2 separate regions of the Mus musculus genome follow, and region 1 is linked to region 2. Evidence: chromatin contacts called from public HiChIP or PLAC-seq data. All regions are on one chromosome and are shown on one strand. Each heading gives the region's core, a stretch centred on a gene start, on an enhancer-like site or on the middle of the called end of the contact. The rest is flanking DNA. Distances are from core to core; before and after follow the strand shown.

What was found. HiChIP or PLAC-seq counts read pairs in DNA pulled down with a chosen protein or histone mark.
Region 1: a contact with region 2 is called in an H3K27ac HiChIP or PLAC-seq map of heart atrium, with 6 times the contacts expected there. The contact joins two enhancer-like sites. A contact is called at or near these places in 11 of 39 promoter capture datasets (the 3T3-L1 cell line, 3T3-L1-derived adipocytes, the HPC-7 cell line and 7 more), 2 of 484 Hi-C or Micro-C datasets (nephron progenitors and pancreatic cancer cells), 10 of 115 datasets of contacts at active chromatin or transcription factors (bone marrow-derived macrophages, double positive thymocytes, embryonic forebrain and 7 more) and 1 of 9 other capture datasets (pancreatic islet).

Annotation. Positions count from the first base shown.
Region 1 is chr2:5,699,844-5,703,119 of GRCm38.p6, reverse strand. All of the region lies in intron 1 of Camk1d (calcium/calmodulin-dependent protein kinase ID), which reads left to right. Among named protein-coding and RNA genes, the nearest start is that of Camk1d, 13 kb to the left of the region's middle. Within about 2 kb of position 1,904, at least 12 of the 459 cell types and tissues checked have an H3K27ac peak or open chromatin away from gene starts, as enhancers often do. A contact at or near this core is called in heart atrium, where this site is marked.
Region 2 is chr2:5,518,243-5,521,496 of GRCm38.p6, reverse strand. The region is part of intron 2 of Camk1d (calcium/calmodulin-dependent protein kinase ID); the gene reads left to right. Among named protein-coding and RNA genes, the nearest start is that of Gm36853, 38 kb to the right of the region's middle. Within about 2 kb of position 1,981, at least 26 of the 459 cell types and tissues checked have an H3K27ac peak or open chromatin away from gene starts, as enhancers often do. A contact at or near this core is called in heart atrium, where this site is marked.

The sequences.
Region 1 (3,276 bases), core at 655-3,154, 180 kb before region 2:
TTTAGTAACCTACTTGTGAGAGTCCTGAGCAAATTTCAACTTGGGCAAATTCAGGGGGGCATAGAGGATGGGAACCTGCCCTTTCTTGCTAGCTCTGTTAGTAGGACCCAGAATCTTTTTTTTAATTAATTTTTTTAATTAGGTATTTTCTTCATTTACATTTCAAATGCTATCCCAAAAGTCCCCCAGAGCCCCCCCATTCACCTCCCCCCCTCACTCCCACTTCTTGGAGGACCGAGAATCTTGATCTCTGCCTCAGTATGACTTGATTACCTTGATCCACGTGAATCATATGCCCACATTACAGACATTTTATAAGTCCCAAATGAGCCAAGCCAGCTGTGAGACAGTATATAATGAGGCCTATGTCACCCAGAAGGCATTATTCTATTATAAAGATGATAGCTTTATGAACAAGCCTTTATCATGTTAGCAATATGCTCACCTTTGAAAATGAAGCTATCATCTTTTGAGAAGGCGCTTAAATTGGGCATATAGTGACCTTGACTCTTCCCCCAGAGTTTCTTAGTATAATAATCTATCTGGCCCTACTAGGTGCTGCTTCTTCTTCAGCTTCTGCTTCTGCTTCTGCTTCTGCTTCTGCTTCTGCTTCTGCTTCTGCTTCTGCTTCTGCTTCTGCTTCTGCTTCTGCTTCTGCTTCTGCTTCTGCTTCACCTCCTCCTTTTCCTCCGTTCCCTCCTCCTCTTTCTCCTCTCCCTCCTCCTCCTTCTGTTCCTTCTCCTCCTTCTTGTCATTATTTATTACTATTATTACATTGTTTTCAGTATTAGTTGTTAAGTGATTGACACTGTAAGGGAAACTTTGGAAAAGAAATAGGGCTGGAGAGATGGCTCAGTGGTTAAGAGCACTGACTGCTCTTCTAGAGGTCCTGAGTTCAATTCCCAGCAATCACATGGTGGCTCACGGCTGTCTGTAATAGGATCCAATGCCCTTGTTTGGTGTGTCTGAAGACAGCTATAGTTTGAAGATGAGCTACAGTGTGCTCATACATAAAATAAATAAGTAAATCTTTAACAAAAAGAAATAGTAAAAATAAATATTATCTAGTGAGAGAATTTAAAAACCATGAAAGGGTATTTGGTACATTTTCTGTAGCTGTAACGGCAAAGTATAGACTAGATAATTTACAAAGAAAAGATCTTTACTTGCTTGTCTTACAATTCTAGAGCTTCAAGAACGTAACTCGTGCATTTGCTTGGTATCTGGTGGGCTTTATTTGCAGGTAGGAGATGTTCTAGAAAGTTCTCTTATTCTCTGTCTCTCTCTGACTCTCTCCCCCTGTATGTGTTTGTGTCTATGTATGTATATGTGTATCTCTCTCTCTCTCTCTCTGGCTTTCTGTGTCTTGCCTCTGCCTCTGCCTCTGTATGGATTGCTTGTTTTAGAAAGCCACTATTAAAATTATGGAGGACCACTTCCATGTTCTTCTTCAATCCTGATGACTTCTCATAGGCCCCATCTACAAATGCTATTAGTGGATGGCTTTGTGCAATCAATTTCTCCATGAGAGCTCTGGAGACACATCTCACAGCAGGCCTAAAGAAGATTGGACTGGATGGCTGGATGAACCTTGGGATATCAGTTTCTCCAGGAAATGGATGCTCCTGAAGTTTAATGGGGGCAGCCTCTTGGTTGTGATAGGGCAGTGGATATTTATTGATTGGTGATATTATTGATCTCTTGCCGTTCTCCTGGCAGCTGTGGTTGGGCACTGCACACAGGTTTGATGTTGGCTGTGGATATGGTGGCGGCTGTCTTGGTTGAGTGCCACGAATGACTGGCGGTGTGAGGCGTATCTGTATTTTGTGCTAGCTTGGCCAGTGTGGTGGTGGCATTCCTTGACTTACTGTCATGATCACCTCTTCTGCTGTGATCACCACCTCTAAAGATGTCCCCAGACTCAGCAGTGTGATGGAACCTGGTGTCAGGATGAGATGCCACTTAACAGGCTTGTAGAGAGCTAATAATACACATGAGCAAATGGAGATAAACAATAATCACACCCACATGTGGCAGCCTGTCCCTGATAGGACAAGATAGGAGTGGCTTCTCAGTTGCCCCATGATAGGTGACAGAATAAATACCATTTCACACTCAGCCCTTTCCTCTGACAAAGTGCAAATACCTCATACCTTTAAGCCACCTTCTTAGCCATGTTATTTTTTTCCTTTAAGATGGGGTTTCATGTAGCCCCAAATGTGCTGTGTAGCTGTAGATAAACTCTCAACTGCGGATCCTCCTGCATCTACCTTCCAGATGCTGGGTTTGTACACATGGGCCACAGTTGATCTATGTGGTACTGAAGATTGAAGGCCAGGTCTCCTGCAGGCTAGGCAGGCACTATGTCTCCATCTTCTGTGGTTTGGATCTTAGATGTTTACCAAATATTTCTGTGTTAAAGGCTGGCTCCTGTCTTGATACTGCTGGAAGGTGGTAGACCTTTCAAAAGCTGGGCTCTAGGGAGAGGTCTTTAGGGGTGATGTTGGGACTCCACGCTGTGAATCTATTTTCCTCTTGGGTTTGGCCACCAGGTAAGCATCTGCTCCCCCATCTGCTCCACTATGATATGCTATTTTATGACAGGACTAAAATCAACAGGGCTATCGGCCCCGTACTGCCAAAACTGAGCCCAAGGAGACCCCTTCTCTTGGTCTCTAGTCTTTGTTATAGTGACAGAAAGCTGACTGGTACACTTCCTTGAGAGGATTTTTGGAATCATCGCATCTTGCAATTAGATGGTGGTGTCTTTCTTAGGGCATGGAGAACAAGTCCCCCAGCAATCTTCTTATATAGGCTGTAAAACCAGGAGCCTGGCGATCAAGTGACCTGTCCAAGGTTCCATGAAGAAACCTGACAACACCCAGGTCCGTAGCTCTTTGGCTGAGATTTTTCTTGCCGTGCCTTGTGGGTGTAGACACTGAATGTTGGGAAGCACAAATGCAGCTCTGGTGCAGTCATGGTTCCTAGAGTGCAGGCTGTTTTGTGGGCTTTGCCTTGGTCCTTGCTTTCACACGCTTGTGGCCTTGGGCTTCACGTTGCAGGTGTGAATTCTCCTGTGGATGTGATGGGCTGCTGAGAAATGCTGCGTGGAGTGGATAGTCCTTTTGCTCCCTCTGCCTGCTTTCCTTCCGCTGTGCTGTGTTGTGGATCACAGGTCATGTGTCCCTATCAGCGAGGCAGGCAGAGCTGAGGGTGGGGCATATTGGGTCCCTATGCTACTGTGCTGAGGTGGGTCCCCCGGGGCAGGCCTTACCC
Region 2 (3,254 bases), core at 732-3,231:
ATTTCCTATGTTAGGTGGGGATGGTGGAGCCCTCATGTCCTGTAATATTAGTGGCAGGGACAGAGGAATGCTCCAGACTGTGACCAACGCAGTCTGAACTGCCATTCTCTTCAGAGACCCTCACTTGGGCAAACCCAGGGTTCCTAGATTCAGTATAGAAAAGAATTGCAGGCCGGAGCAGTAAGAAAGAGTTGAGGTTATTAAAAAATACTGTTTAATTTTGTGTGTGTGTGCATCTTTTTGTATGTGCATCTTTTTGTGTGTGCATCTTTTTGTGTATGCACACTTGCCATGATGACCAGAGCACACTCTTAGGTATGAAGTCCTGGCCTTCCACCTTGTTTGAAACAAGGTCTCTCTTTTGTTGTTGGTCTCTGAGCATATCAGGCTAGCTGGCCTAAATCTTTCTCAGGATTCTTCTGCCTCCCCCTTCCATAGGTGCCATGGAGCACTGGGGTTCCAAACATATGCCACTGTTCTTGGGTTCCTTGTGAGGCTGGTGATTTGAACTCAGGCCCTCTTGTTCACATAACAAGCACTTTACCCATTGAGTCACCTCCTTGGCCCCAAAAGAGATGCTTAATAGAGTTGAAGTGCAGGTTTAAGAGAGAAAGGCACTTTTGATGCTGTGTGGGCTTCTTTAAGAGAATCACACTTCATGGTCTTTACAATTGTATGATCTGCGATTTCGAAGGGATTTGAAGCTATTATCTTCAAAGGGTTCTTAAGGAAACTAATGAGGTCACAGGGTGGCTCCTGAATGGCCCCCGACAGGACTCTACTTGATAACATGAAACTCTAGATTAGAAGGATCTAGGAAGGAATCCTTACTGTAAACAGAGTTAATAGTCTTGTTTGTGAGATTCCCAGGAGATGCCTGTGAGGAAGCTGGGGCTCTATCCAAGGTCTTATGCATGTGCTCTCATTGCTATTTTAAAATGAAATGTCTGTACACGAATAAGTATTATCTTTGTTGGCAGCCTTCAAAGCTAATGTTGGCTGTTGGAGAATTCTCACTCCTTAGTCGGTGATGGTGAGAGGCTTCACCGGACCTGGGGCAGAGAGGCGCACGTTCCTTCTGACGCTTCTCACACATTTACTTGGCTTGATGATAGCATTTCAGGGGCTGAGGCCAGATCATACCAAACTAAACAATGAAGCGTTTTAGGCTAGCCTAGATTACATAATAAGTTCCAGGTCAGTTGGAGGTCTATATGGCTAAATGAATTTCATCCATCTTTCTGCTACTGATTTTCCTTGAGAAATGGAATGTGTGTATGTGTGCACATATATTCACATGCACATTTGAATGTGTGTATGCATATGCATGTGTGCACATACTTGTGTGTGTGGATATGCATTTGTATGTGTGCATGTACATGCGTGTGTGAGTGCATGTGTGTGTGTGTGTGTGTGTGTGTGTGTGTGTGTGTGAGCGAGCATCTTCACATTCAGATGCACATGACTGGATGCCAGAGTCAACAGGGAGAGCCTTCCTTAGTCATTTTTCATGACATTTTTTGAGACACGGTCTCTCTTTGACTCAGGTAGATTGACTGGCCAGTGAGTTTCAAAGATGGATGCCCGTGGTCTCTGCCTCCCCACCACCTCTAGCACTGGCCCAGCCTGCTCAGCTTTTGAGATGGGTGCTGGGGATCAAAATCACGTCCTCAGCTAACAAGCTAGCAAGTACTGACTGAACCACCCTCCCAGCCTGGGGAATTGATTTTTCCTCCCATCCTGTTAGAATTGTGGGGCTACTTTGTTTTCTCTCTACTTTCTGAACTATCTTCACTCCATTTTCAAGAAAACTGCTCTGAGTGGTTTGTTCTGCCAGTGTCCAACCTAGAATAGTGTTGGGAAAGAAATGATTGGACCAATGGCTAACAGCCAGATCAGATGTCGCTACAGAGCTCCAGCCTCAAGTCTGTGTCGACTGGCCAAGGAAACCTGACAATAACCCCCATCCTGATTGGTCCAAACGACAAGGACTTGATCAATAAGTGCCAGCTGCCCTGATTTTTGTCCTCATTTCCAACGTAGAACCAATGGGGGGCAGGTACATAATGCTCCCAGTCACACGGGAGCCTTGCTGTTCCAGGCGCTCCTGCAGAGATCCCAGGCCTCGAGTGTCACCAGGCCAGCCGTCTTCACTCAGGGGACAGCTAAGCCTTCCCTTTTTTCTGCTACAAAGCCTCCTGCTCCACTTCTCTGGCTGCTTTCTCTTGAGTCTCTGCCAAACACAGTGACAGTGTCTAACTCCCTTTATAGTAAGCTCTGATGAATAACCTTTCTTTTCTCCTTTTGGTGACTGCATTGTCACACAGGAAGAGACCCAGGAAAGAGCCCGGCTCTACCTGCTTAGGTGCTTTGTCTGGTTATGACCTTGCGGCCACATCTGCACCTGTGTAATTGGGCTTCAAGGCTCATTTGTCCCTCCCTCCCTCCTGCCCTCCTCCCTCCCTTCATCTCTTCTACTTTTCCATGTGTGTGTGTGTGCATGTGCATATGTGTTATATATATACATATATCATACATGTATGCTTTCAAGTGGAGGCCAGAGGACAACTTTAAGGTCTTGTTCCTTAAGTAACATTGATGATGATGATGATGATGATGATGATGATGATTGGATCGTGAGGCTCCCTAATCACACTAGTCAGGTTGGCCAGCAAATCCCAGGAAGAAGGCTGTCTTCATCCTCCCAGTTCTGGAATTCACGTACATGCCACCATGCCTGACTTTTGTCCATTTTTAAGTGTCGGTTCTGGGAATTGAAGACAGCTCTTACGTTGATGCACTGTGCTGCCCAAGGTACTGGGTCCTGCTGAAAGAATGGCTATCTGAATCCAGTTGCTGCTCAGGCCACAGGATCTGCAGTAGCCAGTCCCCTTCTCACAGGCAGCCTACTGGAGCATGACCTAGGACTCTAACAATCCAAGTTCCAGGATTTTTTGCCTGGGGAAGTGAGTTTATGTCAAAGCGGGTACTCGGAGGCCTCACTTTCTCCCTGTTATCCCAATTCCTGTCTGGAAATTAGAAAGCCAGGCTACAAGGCTATGTAGTGAAACCACCACATCCTTGGAAAGCTCTAAGACAAGACTCTTATCATGGGGCCCTGCTCTCCTCTCTTCAAAGCCTTCTCCATGCCCCAAGTCTTTCTTGGTGCTGGGGTCTGAACCCTCCTCAGAGCTCCTGCTATACTGTTGTCTGTCTGTCTATCCACTGTGTCAAAGAAATTCTTTTAATAAACT